Linked DNA regions of Mus musculus: regions 1, 3, 4, 5, 6 and 7 are each linked to region 2. The links are chromatin contacts, called in public HiChIP or PLAC-seq, capture Hi-C and promoter capture Hi-C maps. All regions are on one chromosome and are shown on one strand. Each heading gives the region's core, a stretch centred on a gene start, on an enhancer-like site or on the middle of the called end of the contact. The rest is flanking DNA. Distances are from core to core; before and after follow the strand shown. Region 1 holds the start of 2610507B11Rik (RIKEN cDNA 2610507B11 gene). Region 2 holds the start of Prpf8 (pre-mRNA processing factor 8). Region 3 holds the start of Pigs (phosphatidylinositol glycan anchor biosynthesis, class S). Region 4 holds the start of Nek8 (NIMA (never in mitosis gene a)-related expressed kinase 8). Region 5 holds the start of Rskr (ribosomal protein S6 kinase related). Region 6 holds the start of Supt6 (SPT6, histone chaperone and transcription elongation factor). Region 7 holds the start of Proca1 (protein interacting with cyclin A1).

What was found. Promoter capture Hi-C pulls out the DNA fragments that hold promoters and counts their contacts. HiChIP or PLAC-seq counts read pairs in DNA pulled down with a chosen protein or histone mark. Capture Hi-C pulls out chosen DNA fragments and counts their contacts.
Region 1: a contact with region 2 is called in a promoter capture Hi-C map of embryonic stem cells, with 5 times the contacts expected there. The contact joins the promoter of 2610507B11Rik here to the promoter of Prpf8 in region 2. A contact is called at or near these places in 5 of 39 promoter capture datasets (cranial neural crest, embryonic stem cells and liver), 4 of 484 Hi-C or Micro-C datasets (all in embryonic stem cells) and 1 of 115 datasets of contacts at active chromatin or transcription factors (embryonic stem cells).
Region 3: a promoter capture Hi-C map of embryonic stem cells shows a contact between it and region 2, with 5 times the contacts expected there. The contact joins the promoter of Pigs here to the promoter of Prpf8 in region 2. A contact is called at or near these places in 1 of 39 promoter capture datasets (embryonic stem cells) and 1 of 9 other capture datasets (liver).
Region 4: an H3K27ac HiChIP or PLAC-seq map of embryonic stem cells shows a contact between it and region 2, with 4 times the contacts expected there. The contact joins the promoter of Nek8 here to the promoter of Prpf8 in region 2. A contact is called at or near these places in 1 of 39 promoter capture datasets (liver) and 1 of 115 datasets of contacts at active chromatin or transcription factors (embryonic stem cells).
Region 5: a promoter capture Hi-C map of embryonic stem cells shows a contact between it and region 2, with 8 times the contacts expected there. The contact joins the promoter of Rskr here to the promoter of Prpf8 in region 2. A contact is called at or near these places in 4 of 39 promoter capture datasets (cranial neural crest, embryonic stem cells, hippocampal neurons and 1 more) and 2 of 484 Hi-C or Micro-C datasets (both in embryonic stem cells).
Region 6: a contact with region 2 is called in a capture Hi-C map of embryonic stem cells, with 12 times the contacts expected there. The contact joins the promoter of Supt6 here to the promoter of Prpf8 in region 2. A contact is called at or near these places in 5 of 39 promoter capture datasets (embryonic stem cells and liver) and 1 of 9 other capture datasets (embryonic stem cells).
Region 7: a contact with region 2 is called in a promoter capture Hi-C map of embryonic stem cells, with 5 times the contacts expected there. The contact joins the promoter of Proca1 here to the promoter of Prpf8 in region 2. A contact is called at or near these places in 2 of 39 promoter capture datasets (embryonic stem cells and liver).

Annotation. Positions count from the first base shown.
Region 1 is chr11:78,260,159-78,263,763 of GRCm38.p6, reverse strand. 2610507B11Rik (RIKEN cDNA 2610507B11 gene) reads right to left here and starts at 2,010. Exons shown (of 39, transcript NM_001002004.2): 1 at 1,847-2,010; 2 at 936-1,065; 3 at 125-174. The coding sequence starts at 1,914.
Region 2 is chr11:75,485,186-75,488,631 of GRCm38.p6, reverse strand. It overlaps Prpf8 (pre-mRNA processing factor 8), which reads right to left and starts at 1,855. Exons shown (of 42, transcript NM_138659.2): 1 at 1,441-1,855; 2 at 839-1,007. The coding sequence starts at 1,540.
Region 3 is chr11:78,326,656-78,330,357 of GRCm38.p6, reverse strand. It overlaps Pigs (phosphatidylinositol glycan anchor biosynthesis, class S), which reads right to left and starts at 1,936. Exons shown (of 12, transcript NM_201406.1): 1 at 1,850-1,936; 2 at 1,487-1,626; 3 at 1,272-1,383. The coding sequence starts at 1,883. It overlaps Aldoc (aldolase C, fructose-bisphosphate), which reads right to left. Exons shown (of 9, transcript NM_001303423.1): 9 at 2,577-3,702.
Region 4 is chr11:78,174,608-78,178,212 of GRCm38.p6, reverse strand. Nek8 (NIMA (never in mitosis gene a)-related expressed kinase 8) reads left to right here and starts at 1,547. Exons shown (of 15, transcript NM_080849.3): 1 at 1,547-1,653. The coding sequence starts at 1,607. It also overlaps a transcript of Tlcd1 not described here.
Region 5 is chr11:78,289,168-78,293,065 of GRCm38.p6, reverse strand. Rskr (ribosomal protein S6 kinase related) reads right to left here and starts at 2,225. Exons shown (of 12, transcript NM_001287206.1): 1 at 2,127-2,225; 2 at 1,397-1,642; 3 at 1,228-1,311; 4 at 1,036-1,104; 5 at 592-661; 6 at 268-372; 7 at 72-112. The coding sequence starts at 2,183. 2610507B11Rik (RIKEN cDNA 2610507B11 gene) reads right to left here. Exons shown (of 39, transcript NM_001002004.2): 38 at 3,646-3,780; 39 at 2,441-3,262. The coding sequence ends at 3,083. Gm3948 (predicted gene 3948) reads left to right here. Exons shown (of 4, transcript NR_166889.1): 4 at 1-223.
Region 6 is chr11:78,243,318-78,247,124 of GRCm38.p6, reverse strand. Supt6 (SPT6, histone chaperone and transcription elongation factor) reads left to right here and starts at 1,422. Exons shown (of 37, transcript NM_009297.2): 1 at 1,422-1,577. It overlaps Sdf2 (stromal cell derived factor 2), which reads right to left and starts at 1,379. Exons shown (of 3, transcript NM_009143.3): 1 at 955-1,379. The coding sequence starts at 1,129.
Region 7 is chr11:78,193,330-78,197,058 of GRCm38.p6, reverse strand. It overlaps Proca1 (protein interacting with cyclin A1), which reads right to left and starts at 2,357. Exons shown (of 4, transcript NM_001368876.1): 1 at 2,105-2,357. The coding sequence starts at 2,186.

The sequences.
Region 1 (3,605 bases), core at 761-3,260, 2.8 Mb before region 2:
ATAGGAGACTCCAGCAAGAACGTCCCTCCCACCTCGACTAAAATGTCTCCGTAGAAGAATTTTATTGTCAAAACTCAACCTCAAAATATTCCTCAAGGGCAGAGTAAGGACACAGAGTACTCACGGCAGATCATGGCTAAGGAGTTTGCTGGAAATCCACAAGTTGTCAATTTCCTAAAATGACAGTAAAGACAGCCGTGTACCTGGTTGCTAGGAAATCAATGATGGGCAGGTTTATGAACCAGCAAAGGTCCTGAGTCCCAGGAGAAGGGAGTTCTATTGGTCCTCCCGACAAATCCTCTTTCCCTGGTTTCTCTGATCAACGTGGCTATCCTGCTCCTCATGATGATGTTAGCTGAATTTGCTTAGCAGTTCTCTTTTTATGAACAAGTTGCCACCCTATTTCCTCTCTTAAATTAGAACAGTGAGTTTGCTGTTTCCTGTAATCTTTCTCTGTTTACTTCCATATCTTTCTTCCATACCCTGGATACTCTGTGTCATTAGTTTGGTACTAGATACTAAAGAGGACCCAGCAGATACCAGGCTCTACCACTGAACCACTATTCCAGCTCATTTTAATTTTGAGAGAAGCACTCACTAAGTTGCCTAGGCAGAGCTTGAATTTATAATTCTCTTGCTTCGGCCTCTTGAGAAACAAGAATTACAGGTTTATACCACCAGATCTAGTCCCATAAACACTTGAAACAACTGGCATCTATTGCAGAGTCCTCCAAGTAGCTCCTAAGATCCTCTTGACAATAATAATAATAACAACAACAAAAACAACAACAACAAGGGTGGAGTTAACTAGGAAAACTACCCATGGAGGAAGCTAAAGTTTGAAACCCCCTCCAAACCAACACACACACCACACACTCCCGCCCTTCTCCTCTCTCTCTCTCTCTCTCTTTCTCTCTGCAATTCCCGGAACTCACCACCGTCTGCTGGTGCTGCTGAAACTTAAGACTGACATTCTGGATCCAAAAAAATCGGAAGGAGCCAATCTTTAGCTCTGCCTGCAACTTGCGCTGACACCACCTGGTGGCCAACCGGACCACAAGCCACCTGCAGAAAAAAAACAGTTGGATTATAAGACCCTCTACCCTTTTTGATTCTAGAAAGGCCTTGCAAGGGGTGGTATCCTGAAGCCGGATTTTTCTTAGGAACTTTACGATTTTCCTAAAATATTTCTCTAGTCATACTCATTTAGGCACAACAACCAGAACTACGGGCCCCTAAATTCAAACAAAACTAGGCAAACGAAACTCACCCTCTAAAAGAGGTCAAAAAAAAAAAAAAAAAAAAAAAAAAAGAAAGAAAGAAAGAATAAACAAAGAAACCCTCAAATCTTTAGGAACCCAAAGTAAAAAGAGGTCCTCAAAAGGCAAAGTGAAGGCAGTCGTGTTAAATACGTCATCGCACACTCCTTAGAGGGTCCCTGTCTGCGTCCCCACCCTGCAGCCGTTTCCGAGAAGGCAGAGGTCACTCTCGGAACTGCTCAAACACCGCTCTGCTCTAGCCAGCCAGTCCTCCCGACCTCTCTGCAGGGCGCGGCTGCAGGTGCCCTTCGCAATCTGGGAAGAGGACACGGAGGCGAACGGGGCAGGAAAGGGAGACCACCGAGGGAGGCCCCCTCCCTCACACGCAAACATTCGGTTCCCGGACTGGACATTGCTTCGGGTCCAGCCAGATGCTTCAGCGCCCCTGCCCCCACCTCGCTTCCCCTCGCCTCGGCTGAGCGCCCCCTCCTGCTCGCGCCCCCTCCGCCTAAGGCGCCCGACCAACCCGCGCCTCCTCCAGCCGGTCTTCCTCGACCCCCCCGACCCTGTGGCTAGAATCCCCTCACCGGCCTAGGAAGAGTGCGCTAAGCGCAACCAGCAGCAAGACCAACAGCGCGGAGAGAAATAGAGGCATTTAGGTCCGGGTCCGGCCCGGCCTGGCCCCGACCCCCGCCATGCCGGGCCCTGACGCCGGAACCGCACAGCGCCGCGGCGGGCTTCGGCCGCGCACGCACACGCACGGCGAGGAAGCGTTAGTGCGCGCGCGCGTGTCCCCGCCCCGGCGGCTCGTGGACCAGCCGGCTGGCTCCCTCCACGACCCGCCCCGACCCGCCCCGACCCGCCCCAACCCGCGCGCGCGTGCGCGAGCCCTGAGGGCCGACCAGCGGCTTGCGCGGAGTGGAGGCGTGGCTCTGGAGAGGGAGGGCGGGGCGGACCGCGAACGCGCGGTCCTGCGCGCTACACCTAGAGCGCAGCCTGCGCGGCACGCCGCGGAGCTCCGGGTTCGCGCTGAGGGCGGGGGATCGGAGTCCGCACGAGCTCGCCGGGCGGTGACCAGGATGGGTCGTTTCTACCACTTTGAGGTTCCACTTCCAAAACGCATTCCCTAGGCCATTAAGAGCCGGCCTGGCTGGTGCCGGGCGTGGTGGTGCAGGCCTTTAATCCCAGCACTCAGGAGGCAGAGGCAGGCGGATTTCTGAGTTTGAGGCCAGCCTGGTCTACAAAGTGAGTTCCAGGACAGCTAGGGCTATAAAGAGAAACCCTGTCTCAAAAAAACAAAACAACAACAACAAAAGTTATGTGTCTGTAGGTCATAAGTGATCCTGTCTGAAAAGATTACAGAGAAAATTAAGAGGTAATTCAAAGACCTCAGCTATCTATCATCTCACCCCACAAGGAAACCAACTTTGTTTACTGTCTGAATACTGTTCCAGATAGTATCTTCTTATCTTTTTTTTTTTTTTTTTTTTTTTTTTGAGACAGGGTTTCTCTGTGTAGCCCTCTGTAGACCAGGCTGGCCTCGAACTCAGAAATCTGCCTGCCTCTGCCTCCCAAGTGCTAGGATTAAAGGCATGTGTCACCATGCCTGGGCCAGATAGTATCTTCTAACATCCTTCATGGGGAGAGCCATTCTGTATTTTTAGGTTTGTGCGATTGTGTATAGCACCACCCAGAACAGGGTGAAATATAGAAATAGTGAATATTGTTTTACCCTTTACAGATTATCTGGGAAGCAATTTTAATTACATGAAATACAGAGTTCAAGGTCAAATCAAGCCAGAGTGAATTTTGCATTCTTCATTGTTAAATGAAGGAAGTAGATAAGGTCTGTTATGCTTATTCTCATGAGTCAGTGTCTGACTAATGACTTACTAACACAGTACCAGATAAACACAGTACCAGATAAAGAAATCCAGATGGTTCCAAGGTATTATGAAGTATTTTGTGTTCTTGGTTCTCAGATCCTAATCTGCATATAATTCTTCCAGATTTTTTTGATTGGCCTCTTCAAATAACAACTTCAAGGCCTGTGAGATGGATCTATAGGTAAAGGCACTTGCTGGCCCGAGGAATTGATTTCCATCCTCAAAATCCACAAACTATCCTCTAAACTACACACACCGGTTCATCTTCAAAATCTGTAGCTTTTTGTTCAAGTGTGGTTTCTCAGTGTTCAGGTAGGATCTAAGAACTCAATTCAAGTCAATGAGGCATCACAACACATTTCCATACTGGAATTCATCTTTTGGGGGTCTCTCTGCATGCAGCAGGGGTGGCAGAGTAACAATGTAACTAAGGCGAGACCAGAATCAGGCTCACCAGGAC
Region 2 (3,446 bases), core at 606-3,105:
TTGCAATAAAACTCTCAAGGTGGGGCTAGAAAGATGGCTCAGCAGTTAAGAGCACTGATTGCTCTTCCAAAGGTCCTGAGTTCAATTCCCAGCACCCACATGGTGGCTTACAACCATTTGTGATGGGATCTGATGCCCTCTTCTGGTGTGTCTGAAGACATCTACAGTACACTCATATAAATGAATTAAATAAATCTTTAAAAAGGAAAAAAAACAAAAACAAAACAAAACAAAAAAACTTCCAAGGCTTCCCCCACATCAATTAATTAACAGGCCAAATTTTTGTATCCAAATGGAATGTTAAGAATCTCTGCAGCTTGAGGTGGAAGAATTAACAGTAAAAGAGCGACCCCAGGAATGAACTATCCTAAACCTCTGAATGATAGTGACCAAAGAGGCATCCAGAATGCCTAGTGTCTTAATTTGAGCTTCAAACAGTTCCACAATACCAGACATTTTACAACAACACCAGCAGGGCAAAGCAAAACAATCAATGGCATAGGTAGACGATCTGGAAACTATCACAGAATCCCAGTGGTCCTAGCCTTACTCCTACAGTCATCCTATGTACAGCCTAGAGCCATGTTCCATGCTGGACACGGTGACATCTGCCTTCAATCCCAGCTCTTTGGAGGCAGAGGCATGGGGATCCCTATCGGTTAAAGGGCAGCCCGGTCTACAGAGCTAAATCCAGGGCAAAAATGCCCACACAGGGAAACTGTCTCAGTTAAAAAGTCACATTCCAAATGCTAGTCCCTCTATCCAGCACTGTCAATGAAGGGGCAGAGGAAGGAAAGAAGTCAAACTCCATATGATATTATCCTGGGATGTTACTCACCCCAAATAGACCCTTTTGTCATGACGGAACTTCCTGTTGGTCATGTCTCCATGGTCTCGAATGATCTTCCTGACATGTTCTGGTGGCATGTCTTCCTTCTGAGCATCCACAAACCCAAATTTCCGCTTCTCTGCATATCGCTTGGCCTGCAACTGCTGCCATTTTCGAGCTAGAAAAGCACCTCAGCTTAAAGGGCTGCACACATTTACCCTAATTATCCCTAACTCTTGCCCTGGGGCAACCCTCGGCATGCTGTGAAGAGAAATACTCACTGCCAAGTATCCTGCCATTTTACTACCCCAAACCACCTGATATTTTTGCTATAGATGTTTTGGGGAGGGTTGTTGTCTAATTCCTACATAGTAATGCAAACCCTATAAGGAAACAGGTTTTATCGTCATTGATGCATTTTACACACACACACGTACACAATAAGCTCCTGCAAAATAACAGGCACTTCCAAACTTTCAATGATTGGACTCAATTTTTAAAAATGTAAATACTGCTAATAAGCACACCCCTGATGACCTGCCTATGGAGGGAAGAAATGAAACCCGCCTACACGTTCGAGCCCGCGCACGCCGTTCCCGTTCGCCTCTCACCTTTCTCCTGCAGCTTCTCCTCTGACATATAATCCGGCAGCGGGGCTAGAGGGCCGGGCACCGGGTTACCCGGCCCTCGGTAAGGAAACACTCCGGCCATGCCGGGAGAATCTGGGATAGAGAGGCAGGCCAAAACTAATGAGCTAGGCCCGGGCCCACAAGGGGCAGATGGAACACGTCCGGAGCCCCCTGGCCTGCACTCTAGCCGGGCTGAGCGCTCGGGACCCGGGCCTGGCGCAGCTCCTCGGGCCGCTCGGCCCACTCGATTACCTTGCGCTCAGCCTCAGACGCCCACCACCCACCTGTCGCCCCTCACTCAGGTAGCGGCTAGGCTCGCAGAGCAATGGCGGAAAGACGACGTCCGCTCCGCGTTCCCAACTCCAGGAAGTGCGCAACCAGGCTCAGAAGCTCATCCAATAGACGCCGAGATGCTCTGATGGATTAGCGACATCTCCAATTGACGTTGCAGCCCGAGCCGGAGAGGCGGGTCTAAAAGCGGATTTCAGGGCGAGGGGTGTGGTCAGGGTAGGCTCACGCCCCGCCTTCTGCCAGTCAGTTTAGGAGCCCTCTCTAATAGATCTGACATTTAATTGGCTATTGATATTGTTCCTCAAAAGCCAAAGCCATACAATTTTAATAAGTTTGCGTACGTTGCACATTTCCCCTATATTTATTCTCATGAATTCAGAGCTGATATGTAGTACTAACTCCTACTCAATGAATCCTTTGTTCTTCTATTCCTTCATTACATTACTGTTAATAGTGGTAACTATGTACCAAAGAGTCAAATAACTCTTGGACCATCCAAGGCAGAAGGAAGGCTGGCAAAAATGTATGATGATCTGGGATGGGAATGTACTTCAGTTTGTACAGGAGGCCCTTGGTTCATTCCATTTCTGGCAATGCATAGACCTGTAGGATCTCAGCACTGGTGGGGGGTGGGGGGTGGGGGTGGAGGGGCGGGAGGTTAAAGGCAGAATAGTCATAAATTCAAAGTCTGGTCCTGGAAAGAGGACTAAACGATTAAGAGCTTTAGCTGTTCTTCTAGAGAACCTGGTGTGATCCCCAGCACATGGTGCCTCACGACTGTCCGAAACTCTGATTCTAGGGGGATCTGAAAACCCTCTTCTGCCCTCTGTAGATACAGAACACACATGGTGCACATACATACATGCAACCCAAACAACCCATATACATAAAATATTTTTTTTTCAAAAAGACATTCAAATTCTTCCTCGGCTATATAGTGTTTACCAAACCTCAAAAACAAAACAAAACAAAACAAAACAAAGAATCATTAATGTTTTGCCTTCATGTATGTCTGCCCACCACGGACATGCCTGGTACCCAGGGAGATTAAAAGAAGACATTAGCTCCCCTGGAATGGAGATAGGTATGATCTACCACTTGGGTGCTGGGAACCTGGGTCCCCTGCAAAAGCAGTAAATCTTTTTAACCCCTAAGCTGTCTCTCCCAACGCCTAAAGATTCTTGTAACACAGCATGATGAGCACTGGCAAGCATAGCATGGTAATCTGACTTCAGGGCGCCAGATTTTGAGCTTAATGCTTGATTATTAGAAGTAACGTACTAGATTTAATGCCTGGAGCTTCAAGCAACAAAATTAACTGAAGAATAAAAATAAAAACCCTGCCAGCCATGATGGTAATCCCAGAACTTGAGAGGCAGAGGCAGGTGATCTCTGTGTTTTCAAGGCCAGCCAAATCTACATAGCAAGTTCCAGTACAGCACAGCCAAGGATCTAGAGAGAGACTGTATCAAAACAAATAATCGTGCTTCTTTGGGAGATGGAAAGGAGATAACCTAGAAAACTTAGAAATGTCTCTGGGGAATTTCACTGGTAACGACCTTCTTCTCTCATTTCTCTTTCCTCTATCTGGCAACGATCACTCTAACGCATGCTATAGACAAGAAAAAAAAATGTTCTGTGTAAATCATAAACCAATAAAGACCTTAGAAGGAAGCTTAGGAAAAAATATAGGAGCA
Region 3 (3,702 bases), core at 687-3,186, 2.8 Mb before region 2:
AGAAAGTATCCAAGGAGCTAAAGAGATCTGCAACCCTATCGGAGGAACAACATTATGAACTAACCAGTACCCCAGAGCTCTTGACTCTAGCTGCATATGTATCAAAAGATGACCTAGTCGGCCATCACTGGAAAGAGAGGCCCATTGGTCAGGCAAACGTTATATGCCCCAGTACAGGGGAATGCCAGGGCCAAAAAATGGGAATGGGCGGGTAGGGGAGTAGGGGGGGGGTACTTTTGGGATAGCATTGGAAATGTAATTGAAGAAAATACGTAATTTAAAATAAAAAAAAAAAAAGAACACATGAAACCGAAATAAAACCTAAATCATTTAGTAAAAAAAAAAAAAAAATACTGATGAAAAAACAAAACTGAACATGAGATTATGCATCCAATAAAGATCAGAGTCCTTGCCAGGTGTGGTGCAAGTCTGGTCTACACAGCAAGACCCAGGACAGCCAGGGCTACCCAAAGAAACCCTGTCTCAAAAAGCCAGAAACACCCAACCTCAAAAATCACATTGCCCAAGCCCTTCTGCACCTTTTTCTACTCCCCGGCAGGTGAGAATGGAGTTCAGGCTCTCCCGTGACTCCACCACGAGACCAAACCTCCTGCCTTACAGTATTTTGCTAGTTTCTTTCTTTCTGATGTTAACTATAAACATCTTTAAAATATTACCAATTTATTATTCACCCTCAAGTTCTTGGTACCTAACAAAGTGCCTAACAATACAGTGTGTGATGTTAAAATGACAAAGGTCTGAATACACATCCGATGTAACTTCAAACTCCCGTTTTCTTTCAGCTACAACCTGCTTTCCCTATGCACTGATGGGTATCAATTGCTAAGGATAAGGTGGCATAATTTACCGTATGACATAAATCACTGTCATAAGGACAGGCACTGTACTTTAGACTAACACAAACCCCCAAGTGAACATTCCAAAGGAGATCTCTTTTCTTAGGATTTGGGGGAAGCAGGCGGATGGCTCTTGATACCAAGCCTGATGACCTGAGTTGGATCCCCAAGACCAGGACCCATATGGTGGGAGGAGAAATGACTTTCGCAAGTGATCCTCTGACCTCCACAAGATGCTCCACAGCACAGACATCCACACAAACATACATGTGCGCGCGCACACTAAGTAAATGTAATAAAACATTTTAAAGTAAGTTATGAGTCGCCCTCGCCCCTCCTATGCATTCCAACTCTGGGTTTTGGGCCTGGCTCAGATGGAAAAAGCAGCCCTGACACCTCTTCATGGGAACTCACATTTCAGAGGGATCTCTCGCTCATGCACAACGGTGAAAGGTAGCTTCTCTTGGTCGTCCAGGGGCACAGAGTCCCGAGTAAACACAACTGTGACTGGCACCATGAGCCGGAGCTGCGCGAGGGATGAGGGGCATCGGGGTCTTTAGCAATGTCTGCACCTTACAGCTGGGCTGCCCCCCGGTCCCCCAGCCCCGGTTCTCCCCACCCAGTCTCACCAGCAGAGCATTCAGCCCACTGATGTCTGAGTAAGGCAATGGGGCCCGGTAAGTCTCCGTCGTCTTCCACCAGAGCGGCAGTCCCAGAAGGATGGCCACCGCGGCGAAGAAAAGCGCGGAACGCTTGCCCCGGACCACCTCTGAGGGCACAGAGGGCCGACTAAGACGCGGGAACTAGGGTGCGATGCCCGCCACACCGGGATCGTGGAGGAGTGCGGGCGGCCGGGAACCCCGAGCAAGCCGCTCCCGCGTGGCGGACCCCCAACCCCAGGCTGGAGGGAGCTGTCAGGCTTCTCGCGCCCCACCCACACATTCTGCCCGCGAGACCTCCCCACTGCGCCCTCCACCTGAAATCCACCGCACCTAGGTCCGTGGCCGCAGCTCCTGCGGCCGCCATGGTCCCTTCCGGCTGCCCAGGTCGCCGATGGGGCGGGGCCTCATGAGCTTTCTCCAATCGGAAACTCCAGAATGAGGGGGCGGGACCACGGTGCGCGACCGCTGCCAATCACGAGCAACACTGCTGACGCACGCCAGTGCGCAGGCGGAGCCCGTGAGAGGGTACGCGCTCGGCTACACTTTCAATCTGACCCTGGCTTTTCATTGAGTGCACCTGGTACTGTTTAGCTCTACAACGCCAGTTTAGAGAAGGCGATAATCTCCATGTAGCCCAGGCTGGCCTCGGACTCTGGGCCCTCTCCAATGCAGGGGATTACATGCACCACCACGTTCAGCGGAAGGGGAATATTTACTTAAATGAAGTCGAGCTTATCAAGAACCTGACTCCCGAAAAGTTTTCTAATGTCATTTCTTTTTTTTTTTTTTCTTCTTTTAAAGATTTATTTATTTATTATATGTGAGTACACTGTAGCTGTCTTCAGACGTACCAGAAGAGGGCATCAGATCTCTGTTACAGGTGGTTGTGAGCCACCATGTGGTTGCTGGGATTTGAACTTCGGACCTTTGGAAGAGCAGTCGGGTGCTCTTACCCCCTGCGCCATCTCACCAGCCCCTAATGTCATTTCTAACATAGGTCTTTTCTTCAGAGCACCAGCTCTTCAAAGCTTAAAGATAAAACTGACAAAACGGTAACTTTTTAGCATGGTTGGCTACTATGTGATTAATTTTATTTTAGTTAATGTTGAGACAGATCTCCCTATACGATCCAGAGGGTTAAAGTGATCCTGTCCCTAATGTCTGATACCTCAGCCTCCCAACTAGCCGAGACTATAGACTAGGATTTAAAAATCGATTCCAATTCGAGCGATTGAGGATGCTTCATTGAAAAATTCCTGAGCACAGCCTCTATATAGTAATGCCTGCTGTTCGAATCCTAAATAGCCTCTCAGCCTCTCTTTGAAGCCTGTTTCCTCCTATGAAAAGTACAATGGTACCTACTTTACAGAGCTGTGTTAATGCATATAATAATGGTTAGAAGAACAGTGCCTGGCAGAAGCATATGGAAATTGCTGAGTTAGCTGCTTTGATTATAAGGTCAGGCCACACAGAGCAGAACATCAATGACTTTTCCAGTGCACATCTGTCTAGTGTCACCCTACCTCACACTCTAGCCCAGGGGTAATCATTCACCACAAAGCCCTATCAGTTCTAACAAGTCCAGAACCCTCCGATGAATCCCTTCTCTACATGGAAGTGGGTCATAGCCCTTGGCAAGCTTCTAGACACTCAGCTCTGTAGCCCCGAGGCTTGGAAGGTTTCCTTATTGGAAAAGACCTAAGTGCACATTCTTCAGAGATGGAGGAGAACTGGCCCACTCTGATCCCTGCTTGTCCCCTTTGAGCCTTGCACAAAATGGAGTTTCTCATCCTGCTGGATCCTTTAATGTGTCAGTCCCTGGAAGACCTGTACCCTCCTCTCCACCCCCAGGCCCTCTAACAACAACTCCAGCTTTGGAAATCAGCAGGTAGGAGCCTGAGCTAGGGATGGTGAGCCAGGTGAACCCTTCCTCCACAAAACTTGAAGCTCAGGAAAACTCAGATCTCACCTCACCACCACCACCACAATCAGAGGGGCTCTGAGATAGGATCAGCAAGAGGTCGCACACATGGAGGTAGACTTTGGTATGTGCAACAGACAGACAGACAGAGCGGTGTGCTGTGTTTTGCTCTCATTTATTTGCTATGTACTCAGAGCATAAGGAGCACGAGTCAGGGCTGGAGTTCACGTCCCCCTGATCCCAAGAGAGAAAATTAGCAAGC
Region 4 (3,605 bases), core at 298-2,797, 2.7 Mb before region 2:
GTGGTGCTTAGGAACTGTTGAGTCACCCACCATCACCACACTTCTCCCCATCGTTCTTGGGCTCCTGGAACACAGCGGTTGTCACAGTCCTCCCTCAGACAGTCCCAACCCTCTTCTGGCTCCTTGGAGGCTGGGGCGGGGAAGGCTGCCGATTTGCCCAGACAGCTGGGGTGACCCTCTCTCCAGGGCAGCGGCCTGGAGTAGATGCGGCTTCTGGCCACTAGGTGTCAGTCTGTCCTCACTGTGATGCGGGATCCAAGCCCGCCTCCACTCCAGAGAGTAAGGCAGTTGCTCTGCGGAGCGGGATCGGCAGACCAGGAGAAAAGGAGCAACCCAGAGGCGGTGCTGAATGAAGGGAGTGTGCCTTTGGGAGGTGGAAGTGGACAACGAGGGCAAAAAGTGGGGACTAGGAGAACGGTGTTTCAAGATGTTGAGGGGCAAAAGCCCAAGCTCAGACTCCCAGGCACCTATGCCTTTTGGGTATTTGCTGCCTTCCCTGATGGTTCCAGGGTTACACATTAACTCCCAGAGGTCCCCAGGGTCACTCAAGGCCCATTCGGTTACTAAGTGATAGCACGATGTAATGTTTTGTGTGAGCGTTTTACCCCAGCACTCCCTCTTTGCTTCCCCAGCCAACTCCGGCCTGAGCCAGTGACCACAGGTTCCCTCCACGTAGGCTAGTTTGGGGCGGGGCAGGGACAAAAAATAAACAACCCTTCTCTCGCCCACTGAGAAATAGGAACGTTGTTAGCTAAGGACCACCTCCTGAATACTGACATTTTATAACTCCCTTAGAGCTGCAGGCGTCATGAAGAAGTCAGGATTTCATTCATCCTGGTCGAAACCCTAGCAGCGATACCAACCAGCCCACTATTTCTGGACAGAAGCATAGAACCTTCTCTGGGTTTCCCCCTACCGCGACGCTATAAGTTTTGAGTAAAGCTCCGAGTCCCCCTACGGCAGCGTTTTGTGCGGATTCTGAGAAACCGAGAGCACTGTGCTCAGTAGTTGTTACAACCAAGAGACCACGTCATGTACTCTTCAGGTGAATCAGTTTGTCCAACTGGGGTTTTCCCGGTCCCTCCCTCGGCAAACACCAAATAACGCCGCTCCTCTCCCCACACAGACCGGCTCGGTTTTGGTGGTTTATACTTTACGTGCCAATCATGAGAATCCCTTTATCTTTCTGAGGTAGTGCCAACTCGTCCCGGACAGTGGGGACTGTATCGATCTTCGCATTCCACTCGCATTAGACCTCTGAAAGAACAATCTTGTTTTTTTGCCGGGCAACATAAGTGGGCGCCTTATCGCTCCAGTCTAACTACCTATGCCCAAGTCACGCGTGTGCGATGTGGCTGGTACGGTTCTGAGCACTGAGGGACTCGTCAAGAAACCCAGAACGACTATTCTCTGATCCCTCGTTGGGGAAACACGACTTAGCCTCTAGGTTGAGTTCAAAGTCAGAGAAAGACGCCGGACTCGACAGACGCCCCCGTTTCGCCGGCTCCGCCCTGCAAAAGTTTTACAGCAAGGAGGAGGAGCTCCCAGATGGGAGGGTCCGCGCACGCGCCGCACCGGGATTCCAGAAGCGTAACTGAGAAATGAGATGGAGAAGTACGAGCGGATCCGAGTGGTGGGAAGAGGTGCCTTCGGGTGAGCCAGGGCGCTGGGGAGGAAATGCTAAGGGAGAAATTAGGGCCCTAATTCTGACCAAGAAATCGTGGCCCTGTTGGCTCCGCCCCGAAGCCAGAGCACCACTATGGGATGCCCCGCCCAGGCATCCGGTCCTTAGGTTTAGGCGGGAGGCCCCGCCCACAGCCAAACCACGCCCTCCAGACCAGCCTGTGCCCTTGGAAGATAGTTTTTCCCTGTAGATTGGTTATTCTTTGCTTCAACTGATAATAAGCGTAAACTGCACAGGTCAGACTGCCCGGAGTTTACAGTTATGACCAAAACAGGCGAGGTACTTCCCCTTTACGAACATAGCCCATAGGTAGTTGATCCAAACAAACAAGATATTGTTAAAACAGTTAATGAAGTTTGAGCAGTTATCAACAGTAAGAGACCGTGCACCAGGTGGGGTGGTACACGCTTGTCATTTCAGTACTTGGGAGCAGATGTAGGAGCATTGCTGTGAATTCGAGGCCAACCTGGACTACATAGAGATTGTCTCCAAAAGAAAAGACAAGCAAGAGCTGAAGAGATGGTTAAGAGCACAGACTGCTCTCCAAAAGGTCCTGAGTTCAAATCTCAGCAACCACATGGTGGCTCACAACCATCTGTATAATGAGATCTGACGCCCTCTTCTGGTGTGTCTAAAAATAGCTACAATGTACTTAGATATAACAAATCTTTAAAAAAGAAAAGAAAAGCAGTTTTTTTTTTTTTTTTTTTTTTTTTTTTTTTTGGTTTTTCGAGACAGGGTTTCTCTGTATAGCCCTGGCTGTCCTGGAACTCACTCTGTAGACCAGGGTGGCCTCGAACTCAGAAATCCGCCTGCCTCTGCCTCCCGAGTGCTGGGATTAAAGGCGTGCGCCACCACGCCCGGCAGAAAAGCAGTTTTTATGGTATACTCTGGACAGGCCTGAACTACATAACTAGCTTAAAACCAGTCTAGGCAACTTAGTGCTACCCTTCTCAAATTTTAGAAAAAGAAAAGAGGGACTGAGGGTGAATATCAGTGGTAGAGCTCCTGCCTAGCGTACTTGGGTTTAATTTCTAAACCAAAAGGGAACTTAAGAAGTTCACCAAGGAAGGTAATATAGCCCACAGGAAGGTGATCCAACAAGCAAGACATTGTTAAAACAGTTAATGAAGTTTGAGCAGTTATCAACAGCAGGAACTTAAGGAGTCCAGATGAGGTGGAAGGTCAAGACTTGAAGAACTGAGCCTGGCTTGGTGGCACACACCTTTAATTCCAGCACTTGTGAGGCAGAGGCAGGCAAAAGTCTGAGTTTGAGGCCCGCCTGGTCTACAGAGCAAGTTCCAGGACAGCCAGGACTACACTGAGAAACTCTTGTTTTGACAAAACAACATCAGCAACATCAAAGCCAAACCAAAAGATCTGAAGAAATGAGGGCCAGGTAGAGTCCTTCTGGTAGATGAAGTAGCATTTGCAAAGACCCTCACATGGGAAAAATGTTATAGCAGTCAAGAAACTGAGAAAAAGACTCCTGTAGTTGGAATGTGGTGAGCAAGGTAAGGAATGTGGTTGTCATGGAGGGTGGGGACCAGATTATGATCTTGTAAACCAGAGAAAGAGGTTGAGTTGATTTAAAGTATAAAGGCGAGAGGGTTTTGTTCTTGTTTGTGCTAGCTATTGAATTCACGGTATCACAGAGCTACGCCACAAACCAGGGAAGAATTTGAAAGCTGAATGCGATATGGTGGTCCATGCCTGGAATCTCAGCAGGAATGGTGGAGGTAGAAGCTGGTGGATAGGGAGTTTAAGGTCTTTAGCTAAATGTGTATGCTTCAGAGCAAGTTCAAGGTCAGCCTGGCCTCTGTGAGAGTGACCCTGAAAACAAACAAAGCAAGGGAGTGAACTAACCTGACCCCTGTGTTTGAAGGACATTCTCAGGTTGGGGTGCAGCAATAGAGGGCCC
Region 5 (3,898 bases), core at 976-3,475, 2.8 Mb before region 2:
TACTGCCTTCTCAGATCTGTGGAAACTTCTTGAGATCCTTGCTCAACTTAAGAGAAAAGACTTAACTCTACCTTTACATCACGGTGGATGATACCCAAGTCGTGGAGATAGCCTGTGGAGAACAGTGGGCATGGGTGTGTCTGCCAGTTTCTTTGTAGCCCCTATCTCTCCTCTATCCTGACTTCCAAAATTAAATATTAATTCTGTTTCTCCTCCCCACTAACTTAATTTCCCCCTTTTTATTTCCTTTACCACATTTGCACTTACACAGTACAAGGACCAGTTCAGCTGCAAAGAGACGGATAGAATCCTCTGGAAACCAACCAACAGTAGACCACAGGGAGTAGAGATCCATGCTGCAGTAGCTACACACTGCAAAGTAACACAAGTCTAGGCAATACTGAGGTCTATACATAATGCCTAGGCTCAAGGCATTATGGACCTCCTGCCCAAACTAATGCCACCATCTGTTTCCCTCTTTTGGAATATAGAAATGTTATGAGGAGTGGAGCCAAACAAAGGCAGAATAATGTCAGGTGGGGAGGGCAGTATATGGATCTTTGGGGGTGAAGACAAAGCTCAGTCACTCACTAATAAAGAGGTGTTGTTTCCCCTGCCAGCTGTCCCCCAAACTGTGTACAAAAGGATGGTTGATCTGTCGCTATGGACAAAGAAAACAGCAAGTTAGGAAAACAAGCTTCTTGATGATAAAGGCAGCTAAGAAATCACATGTTGCCTTGTGTAGAAGTGAACTGCTGCTTCACCTTCTGATTCAGAACTCATTTAGGACTCTTGGAAAACCTTGGAGCCAGCACACTGCTTAGGAGCACACCACGATACACTGTAGAGTCCCCTGGCAGAACTTGGAGCTTGTCCTCAGCTAATAACTACTTTTCTCAGGATTTACTTTGGTGCTATCTACTCCAGGACGGACACATACAGGGAAGGTAGACCCAAGAAAACCAGGTAAGTTGGAAAAAGGTACTTTCTCCAACAAATTCAGGTCTCCAGCCATGCTTTCAGAACTCTGCATACCTGGATGCTAACCTCTTCTTTGCACTGCCTCAGCGTATCCCGCTGTAGAACTTTTACTTTGGGCACCACCTATAAGTGTAGAGGCATGGTAACTCATGAAAATCATGCTATTTTAACTTGTTCCCCCTAATCTCTGGAACTAAAGATTGTAAACAGGATCTACTGAGTAAGCTACATCGCTTGACTTCCTACCTTCACTGCAAATACAGCTTTCTGGGCACAATCTAGCACTTTCAGGACAGTTCCAAACGAACCTTTAGCCACAAGGCCTAAAATCTGAACAAAGAAGAGGGAAACTGAGACTGGTTGTTTGTAGATTCCTCCCTAAAACAGACACTTCCCAGGGGCTATGGTGACCTACCTTCAGCTCCTGCTGCTCCCTAACAGGCCTCACGGGAAACTCTGGTAGAAAGAGGCTGATGAACTGAGGCACTGGCCACTCAGACTGAGGCTTCTCTAGTAGCAGTGGGGCTGGCTGGAGCAGCTCCTGATGTAGGCACTGATGCCTCTGTAGTCCCCATAGTTCTTCCAGACCTGACCTGATGGTCCCCATACCACACCAGAGGCTCTTCCAGCCTTGGACCCAGTGACCCTGGATGTTGTCACCCTGCTGAGAAGGGAGCCATTCTAAGCCTGCTCATGAAGCACTGCAGGTTCTGCCCATCTTAACAGGCACCCCTTCCTCTAGTCTTAACCAATGCTGTGGTGACCCCCAACCATAAAACTGTTACTTCATAACTGCAGTATAAGTACCTGATATGCAGGATATCTAATGTAACCCGTGTGAAAGGAGTCACAACACACATGCTGACAACCACTTATCTAGAGGGAAGGAAAATTCCCAGGCTTTGTGATGTGACCTAAATTTCCTTGACTTAATTCAAAATCTCCATGACAATAACAGGTTTATGTTTTCACAACAAAACAGGAATACAACCTGTGCATAAGTGAGTTCTATAGCCTTTATGCCCACCCCAACAATGGATATCAGTGACAGTCTCCTAACTGGGCACTTTCTAGCCTCAGGCCCCTACATCTTTCATTTCCCTCCCATAGGCAGCCAGAGCCTATACCAGAGCCCCATACCCTACCTTCTGAGGAGCAGACACCCGGGTGTGTTGTCCCTGCCGACAGCTTACTGCTCCCATTTCCAGCCTCTGCCTCTTTTCGCGCTGCTAAATCTGTTGTCCAAGTTACATAAGCAATTCCTCCCTCTGATGCTGCATTACCCATGAGCCCCACCTCTTCCAGTGTACACAGACCCATCAGCTTTAGGTCAGCATCATACCCAAACTGGGAAGTATATGTGATTGTGGTAAGACTTCAAGGCAGAGGAGAAAGACAAGACCAGTCATTACTGGGGCAGTTAAAAAATGTGTTGGGTTAGTGAGGAGGGAAGGACACAGACAACTTGAACGCTTTTACTCAATACAATTAAAAAAGGCCAACATCAAATTTAAAATATTTTTTCTTTAAATCTCTTTTTTCTCCATTCTCCTGGGCATACCCCAGGGAGGAAAGTAAGGTACCCATGGCCAGCCCTGGCTCCTAATGCCATCCTCCCAAGTGAGCACAGACTGGGAAGTTTATCCCCCAAACCCAACACCTCTTAGACAACAAGGCAGTGGAGTGAGGCACAGAGGATCAGACTCCTTCCCTTAGCTTATTGGCACAAAGGGAGAGCAATTACATTTAGAAATATATATATATGTTTTATATATATATATCTTTATAAAAATTTATCATACTTGATCAAAACTATCCCCCAACCCTTTCTGTTGCCCCGAAAGAGCAGGATACTAGGCTTGGACACAATCCCTGGGTCTTCTGGTTTTCTTGCCCCTGTGGCCCTGGGTCTAATCCCATGAGAGGGAACCCAGCGCTTTGTCCACCATGCCCTGCAGGGACAGGCCAGCTGTTGAACAATGTCTCTCAGTTCCCATATGCCCCACAAATCCTGCAGGATGAAGGGAAGCTCTGCCCACCCTCAAGTCCCTGGATCCTGAGCCAGAGTCAATTCTATACTGTAGTCACTTGGGTCTCCACATCACTTGCGCCTGCCGAAGATGGACTTCTTGCCAGGGTTCTTGTCGCCCACACTTAAACCAATGAGGAGCCGAGCTTTCTCTTCTTCCTGCTGTTGCATGTTCAGGTCACACTTTGTTTCTAGCTTTCCCCGGACCTCAGACCCCGTTGCAGGTTTCAGCCTTAGTTTTTCTTTGATTACCTGGCAGTGGAAAGGAATAAAAGGAAAGGAAAAATTAGTGAAACGGGGTGTACAATTTAAAGTGAACCAATTCAAAGATTTATTAAGCTTATATGTAAACACAAAAGGGCACTTCAAAGTATATAGATAATAGTCTGCTTGTAAGAAGCTTACAATCTAATCAGAACCATCATAAAGCTGATGTTGTAGAAGCCCTTAATTCCCTCAAAATTAATGAGTCACTAGCATACCAGGGCAAAGGCATGGACAAACAAGGACAGATCAGTCATTATCTGCCCCTTTCCTGGCCATCTCTTAATACAGCACAGAAGAGAAGGCTCTTAAAAAGGCAATGTGCTTGCCAGTCCCTGCTAACGAAACAGCCATGAGCCCTGGCGAGATACCTGGGCAACCAGAGCTTTTCGGCTGTCCCTTTTGACAGCCATGGCAAAGTCCAGCCATGTCCACGTGTTGTTGTGGTACTCCAGACAGGGTAGCACCAAGTTAAGGTCGCCCCAGTCCACACTGTTCTTCTCACCCTGCAACAGGAAGAGAAAGAGGGAAAAGAGCTGCCATTTTGAATCTAAGCCAGAACTCTGAGTAGAATTCCTACAACAGCAACCGACATATTTGAATTCCCTCCCATTCTGGTGATGG
Region 6 (3,807 bases), core at 173-2,672, 2.8 Mb before region 2:
TTAGAAGGTCACTTCCTTTCTAGCAAATAGCATCATCAATCATTCAAATTATATCACAAGTACACCTCCTGTCGAACTTCATGACTTTATTTCCTCCAGTGTGGGGGCAGAAGCTTTCCGTATGCTCGGCAAATACTCTAACACTGAAGTAATTACCAGCCTTTGAACTTCTGTTGTTTTGAGACAGCCCCCACTATATAGGCTAGGCTGATCTTGAAGTTACAATCCTGCTTCAACCTTTTGAGTGCTACAATTACAGACCTAGGCCACCACGCCTGCCCATTAGTCTTGTTTTATTGTTTGATTCACTACTGTATTTCCTGTATCTAGAACAATACGAGACACACTAAAAGTGCTCTTTAAATCTAGGCCAAATGAATGAGCCCACGAATAAGTGAGTATTTTAATTGCACATGATAAAAAACAGACTTTCCTCTGCAATGTCTGTCAATGCTTAAATTCTTTACAAGAAAGTTATTGCTAAGTTAGAGTGTCAAAAAATATGAGCTAAAAATAGGTGACATTTAAAATCTGAGATTCAGCTTATGTTGTCTTGCTCTAAATGCTCCTCTCTCCAGCACAAAATAGTGGCAGCCCATGGAATCTGAAAGATTTTGAACCTGCACAGATTTGGATTAAACCCTGTCTCCATCATTCACTAGCTGGCTTTGAGCAATATCTCTAGGTCTATTTACTCACCTAAGAAAATAACTTTAGTATCTGTCCTCAATACAATGTTAAAAACCGGAAAGTATATATGTAACACGTTTGGCCCACAGCTCATCAAACAGAAACTAACATTAGGACTAAGTTTCCTTGGCAACTCGTCGTCCTCTTCAAGAAATAGGGCACGGCTAACTTTCCCAGACCACGCCCTCAGACTCCGAGGCCCCGCCCCTTCTAGGCTCACCCGGCCTAGGCAGCCCACCCAGAGCGGTGAGTCCCCCTCTGTACCTGACCCATAGCGCACGTCGTGAGAATGCAGTCGGACATTGTGGCGTGTATTGAGTAGCTTCACCACGGAGCCGCAAGTAACGACAGCCATGTTGGACGCTCCCACAGCGCTCCACAAACCACCCAACAACAGAAGCGACAAGACAGCCATCCTAGATCCGAGAGAACTAATCATCCAAGAAAATTAGGCCCGTCCCCGGAACCGGAAGCCGAGGGTAGAACTACGCCAAGATGGAAGAGAAGACTCCTTAACCTGAATCTTTATGGTTCCTTTGGCGAGAGCGGCTTAAAGAACACGCTGGCCCGGGAGGCCTTCGGGACCTCACTTTGTACTGGGTGCTCTGTGGCGGCTGCGTTCCTTAGGCGTTCGCGGACTCGGAACCAAAGCCCTAGACGCCGGAGGGGAAAAGACAGCAGGAAATGACCCTCCCACTCCCAGTGACAGAGAGCCGGAGGTGACGTACTACGTTAACGCAGCAGCGGCGACGGTGGTGGTGGTGGTGGCGGCGGCTGCGGAGGGCCCTTGCGGTGGGTCCGGACTATCCTTTTGCAGTCTCTGATCGGCGACTCCATTTTCTTCGGTGGGAGCTTAGCGTAGCGGAGAAGCAGCGGCCTTCAAGCAGGTAACGCTCAGCCTGGAGAGTGTGTTGCGTGTGTGGGTGCGCAGGTGGCGAGCCAGACTCCTGGGGCCTGGTCCCGTAAGGGAAGAAGCTTTGGGGTGCCCCACTGCGGGAAGGAAGGGGGCCCTGGCTTTCCCTGATCTGCCAGGGGGGAAAAGGACAGGAAAGTACCGTGATTGCTCAGAGTCTCCAGCCCTTTCTCCACGCGGTACCACCCGGAACCTGTGACCTGGGGTTACCTCTTGAATCAACAGGCTTTCTGGGATCCCATCTTCTCCGCGGCGTCTGGAATCTGGGCCACGCAAAAAATTGGGACTAGAAGAGAGACCTAAGGGTTTCTTTACTTGGCATCAGGTGATCGGATTAATTAGTCCGGCGTTTGGGTCCTGCTGAGCTTTCGAGAGTTCAGCCATGAGGCGGGTGTACTGTGCTGAATGTTAGCTCTTTACAAAATGTTGAGTAATTATACGGTTTTTTTTCCACATATGGGCAAGTCCCTTAATCCTTTCTAAAGATGCGAGTTTATACTTAAGTACCTGGAGCCTTCCATCTTGTATAATTCATTTCCTCGAACACTTGCCAAAGACCTATCATAAATATTAGAATTGGTTGTTAAATCAGAAATGTGTATTGTTTGACATCAGGTACTCGAGTATCTTAAGTAAAGCAGTTCCTCTGTATTACAGAAAGAATCGATTTCTGTTTTCCTTTAGGAGGCGGGTCTCCTGTAATAATTACATGAAAAGACACGGTAATACAAAGGTCATAGGGTAATTTGTTTTTCATCCCGCCCCACTCCATTCCCGCTGCTCCCCTTCTTCAGAATCCTCCATTACTTATTACTTTCATTAATTTGTGTGTGTGTGTGTGTGTGTGTGTGTATGCCTCAATTAGTTAATTTATGGTGGTTTACAAGTACATGGGTGAAGAAGTATTCAGAGAAGCCTGGGCTACAACCCTAAAGAAAATGTTCCCCTCCCCCAGCAACCATGAATTACTATCGATCCTTAGGGTTGGTGGGATCTCATGATGAGCCCCTCCCCCCTAGCAACCGTTAACTGCCCATAAACCTGTAGGAAGGGAGGAGCCTGGTCCCCCTCCCCAGCATTGAAGTATGCTACAATGTGTGGAAGTCGTTGAATTTAATTAATTTTGGGGAGAAAAAGTTTAGTTCTATTGTTGAACACTCACAGTTTGTGAGTCTTCAGTGTTTTAGTTACAAAACAATTATAGCAACAATGGAGAAGCTGAGCCAGGAGGATCATGGAATTTACGTTTTGGTTGCATTTGTAGACCCTGTCTCAAAAACAGCTCTCCCTTCAACCACGAGTTTAGAGCCCCTCTCCATGCCTAGTGTCCCACCACTACAGGCTTATTTTATTTGGTTGGCTTGTGTGACTATTAGATTAGACTAGATTAGATTGGTAAAGTATTTTTTGTTGTTTTTATTTTTTTCAAGACAGGGTTTCTCTGTATAGCCCTGGCTGTCCTGAAACTGACTCTGTAGACCAGGCTGGCCTCGAACTCAGAAATCCGCCTGCCTCTGCCTCCCAAGTGCTGGGATTAAAGGCATGCACCACCACTGCCTAGCTTAGACTGGCAAAGAATTAACACTCTCCAAATGAACTTAATCTTACTTACCAAGTGATATATCAAGCCAGAAAGTAGAACAGTCCTAAAATCCAATCAAAGCTTATTTACTCCCTCTAGTTCTTTTTTTGGTTTTTGAAGACAGAATCACTCTTTCTAGTTGTCCTTGAATCCACAGAGATCTGCTTCCTGAGTACTGGGGACTAAAGGCTTGTGCCACCACCATCCAGCAATATTCTTGTTCCTAATAAATGTAATCACCATCTGGGTCGGGTGTGATCACTGGCTTCCTCACAATGATTTCCCAATATCAATCACCAAATCCTATGTTTCAGAAAAGACCAAACCAAACCAAACCAAAAAAAAAACCAAAAAAAAAATCAAAACCAAAATTCTGTTCTAATCTCTCTGAAAGGCCACTCCAGCCATCATCTTCCTTGACAGGTAGCCTAGGCTGACGTAGGAGTTGTGGTCACTCCGCCTCAGCCTCCCCAGTGCTAGAAGTATAAACATGTGCTGTTACTACTAAGCATAGCTTCAGCACCCTAATTTTAAGATTTTCATCCTATAGTCAGGTTTCAGTTTATACCAGTTCAACTTTCTTACCTTTCACCAGGACTTTAGTTAATACCAATCTGACTCT
Region 7 (3,729 bases), core at 1,108-3,607, 2.7 Mb before region 2:
GAACTCGGTGTGCTGACACAGGGCTAGCTTGGGCTACACAGCAAGGCCTTGCAGCAGACTAACCCCAGTACTGTCCAAGTGGAATTGTGTGTTGTATGTGCCTATGGACCTGCTGCCATAGTTCTAGAACTGTGACATTCCTGCATTTACTTATATGCTCAGAGCCATGGAACTTGCTCAGTCATTGTTGGTTGACTGAGTGTATACATTCAATGTCCCTTGGAAATACATAAATGCCAGGTTCAAACCTGGGTACTGTGTTTTATCTTTTTATATATTTATTTTCGAGACTATCTCACAAAGCCATAGGCTGGCCTAGAATTCCTCATATAGCCCAAGGCTGGCCTTGAATTTATGGTAAATCCTGCCTTAGCCTCCCAAGTACAGGAATGACTGACATGAGCCATTCTGCTTACTTTATTTATTTTGACTGGGGCTGTTTTGGAGGAAGTGTCTAGGAGTCAGCTCCAGGGCCTCACACACGCTAAGCAAGCACTCTTACATGTAAGCTGGAAGCCCAGCTCCTAGCACTCCTGTGAGCTGTAATGGGGGAGATAATCTCCCAGGATATACACTTTCACAATGCTGGACCCTACGGTGGGCTTTTAAAGTATGACTTTGATTCTAAATTGTTTATTGAGGGACCCTGACCCAGAGTGACTAAGTAATTTGCTCAGGATGAAAGGTGACAGCAGAGGCAGAAAAGCTGGTCTTCTTGGCTCCCAAGCCAGTGTGCCTTGCTGGCTAAGGAGACACATATCCTAAGCTAAGTACCCTATGCCACAGCTCCAAGGCCAAGCCCTGAAACTAGATTCAGCTCCTGCCTTATCCAGTTGTCACCCCCAAAACATTTGCTTTTAATCCCCACCTTGCGGATTCCTCACTTCTGATTTCCTTTCTTTGATCTTGATGCAGGGCCTCCCCTGTGGCGCTCAAATCCTAAAGCTATTCCAGTAAAGGCCTGTGCCTAGGCCAGGCTCAAACTGCACTGGACTCCTTTCCTCCTGTCACTCTAGCAGGCTTTATGCAAGGCTGAAGCCTGTTTGCCTTCCACTAATACTCCTAATAGATGTTGACAACATCAGCTGTTTGGGAGGGAAAACAGGAAGGATCAACGAGAAGTGGGATTTGGAGAGATAGTCTGCCTCTTTGTCCAAAGAGGACAGAGGGGAGCGGTGATCAAGGCAGTCGGTCCAGAGCTCCTGTGGCAGAATGAAGATGGTAATAGCTTGAAAGGAAGAGAAAAGCATGTGGTCTCTTCGTTGGGACAGGTAGCAGGGACCTAACTCAAAATGCACATTTATTTGTAGAGGATCCTCCTTATCCTGCAAAACCCCTCCCTTCCTTTGAGGCCCAGAGGACAGGCACTAGAGCAGCCAAAAGAATGTGTGTGGAGGGACAAAAAAAAAAAAAAAAAAGCCGGTCAGTGGTGGCGCATGCCTTTAGTCCCAGCACTTGGGAGGCAGAGGCAGGGGGGATTTCTGAGTTCAAGGCCAGCCTGGTCTACAGAGTGAGTTCCAGGACAGCCAAGACTATACAGAGAAACCATGTCCCGAAAAAAAACGAAAAAACAAAACAAAACAAAACAAAAGGTGTGTGGAGGGAAGAAAGAAAGAAAAAGGAAGAGAGAGCGAGAGCGAGAGAGCGCGAGAGAGCGAGCGAGAGAGCGAGAGAGCGAGAGAGCGAGAGAGCGAGAGAGAGAGAGAGAGAGAGAAAGAGAGCGAGCGAGAGAGCGAGAGAGCGAGAGCGAGAGAGAGAGAGAGAGAGAGAGAGAGAGAGAGAGGAGAGTGCAAGAGAGGCCAGTGAGCCCTGTTCTGGGAAATGTCTCCTAGCTAGGCACTTGGAGGTGATTATGATGTCACTTGTGGAATACTCAGACGCTTTCCCACCCTCAAGGTCAATGGAACTGGCCGCCCAGCCCTGGAGCCCAGATGAGCATTGGGCCAAGGGTTCTACCGAACCCTAGCGCCTTTGGGGCGGTAGCCCAGGCCAGAGGTTGCAGCCTAATGCTCAAGAGCTGAGCCTGGGTCGGGAGGAAGCCAAGTCAAGCAAACTTCCAGAGCCACGCCCAGCCACGCCCCCATCCTTCTGCCCCGCCCCTTACCAGTTCTCTCGGTTCTCTCAATTTTGCGGCCAGACCTTTCCTCAGTCCATCTTTTAACCGTTATTGTCGTCCTGACCCACATCGCTGTCAGCCCAGTTCTTCCACAGGACCCTACCTCGCAGAGTTCAACGTTGAACCTCAGCTTGGTCGAGCCCTCGGCCCAGCTGTAAGCTCCAGTCCAGCCCCTAGCTCCGCCTCATGCTTGCCCAACCCCCCGCCCGCCTCCCCCCCTCAGGTCTTCCAGCCCGGGTCTAAGCGTCAGTCGGGTTCTTCATCCGGGATCTCCAGCTCCTTCCAGTCCCTTCGTCACACCCTTAACGCCAGTACGGGCTTTTACCTTTACCTTACAGACCCAGCACTCAGTCCCATACTTAGCACCTTGCTGGTCCCTGCTTCTAGAAAACTCTAGCCCAGAGCCCCGCCCACAACAGTTGCTGGCCCCGCCCCTTCCAAATTCAAGCTCTAGCACCAGGACCGCCACGCCTTCTGGAGGTTAGCCAGGGACCAATCTTCATGAACGTATGTCCTTGCAGGTATCCTGGCTTTGCGTCTCCTTGGTGACAAGTCCCTCCTCCACTGTGTATAGTACACCCTAAAGCCCCCTAACCCCGGATCGCCAGACCCATCCCCCTCAGATCTACCCTTCAGATTTCCTCCCAATCCCTAGGCCCCACAGTGCCCTATTTTCCTGTTGAGAAAGTAAGGTGACTTACATTCGTGGTAACTCCATCCCAGTAGGAAACCTTCACGTTGCTCAAACACAGCGTCCACACTTCACTCGTATATCACACACGATGACGCCAAAAGTCTACACAGATCTAACATAAGAAGTACATGTGTGCGGGGTGGTGGTGGCGCACGCCTTTAATCCCAGCAACTCGGGAGGCAGAGGCAGGCTGATTTCTGAGTTCGAGGCCAGCCTGGTCTACAGAGAGAGTTCCAGGACAGCCAGGGCTACACAGAGAAACCCAGTCTCGAAAAACAAAAACAAAACAAAACAAAAAAGTATATGTGCAACTGTCCTATACATGCACCTCATGGGACTACACATTCGGGCAGGCCCCTGGGAGAACTGAGTATTGAGGTGACTTCTCACATGCACACTGGGTTAACCAACTCTGTACAAGACGATGTGAATGAATGAGAGCTGCTTCACAGATATCCCTCACGTCACATCTCTCAGTTTACCTCCAATCAGCTTCCAAAGCCAGAATAGGTGTACCTCAAAAAGCAGAGGATAGGCTGGCCATGGTGATGTTTGCCTTTAATCCACACACTTGCAGGTAGATCTCTGAGTTCGAGGCCAGCTTGATTTTCATCGTGAGCTCCAGGAGAGCCAAGATCAGGACTCAAAAAAAAAAAAGAGGGGGGGGGGTAGGGGAGAAAGCCGGATGTGGTGGCATGGGCCTGTGTGCCTTTGTTGGGAGGCAGAGGCAGGCAGATCTCTGAGTTTCAGGTCACCTGGGGCTGACCATGAAACCCTGTTTCAAAAATAAATAAATATAACCCCCTAGTAGTAAGGGTGGATTACTTCCTTAGAGTTGCTGGTCAGGGAAGCCTCTAGAACAATAGGGCTATTTACCACTGCTGTCAGCAACATTCCAAAACTGAATGGTAAGACCCTG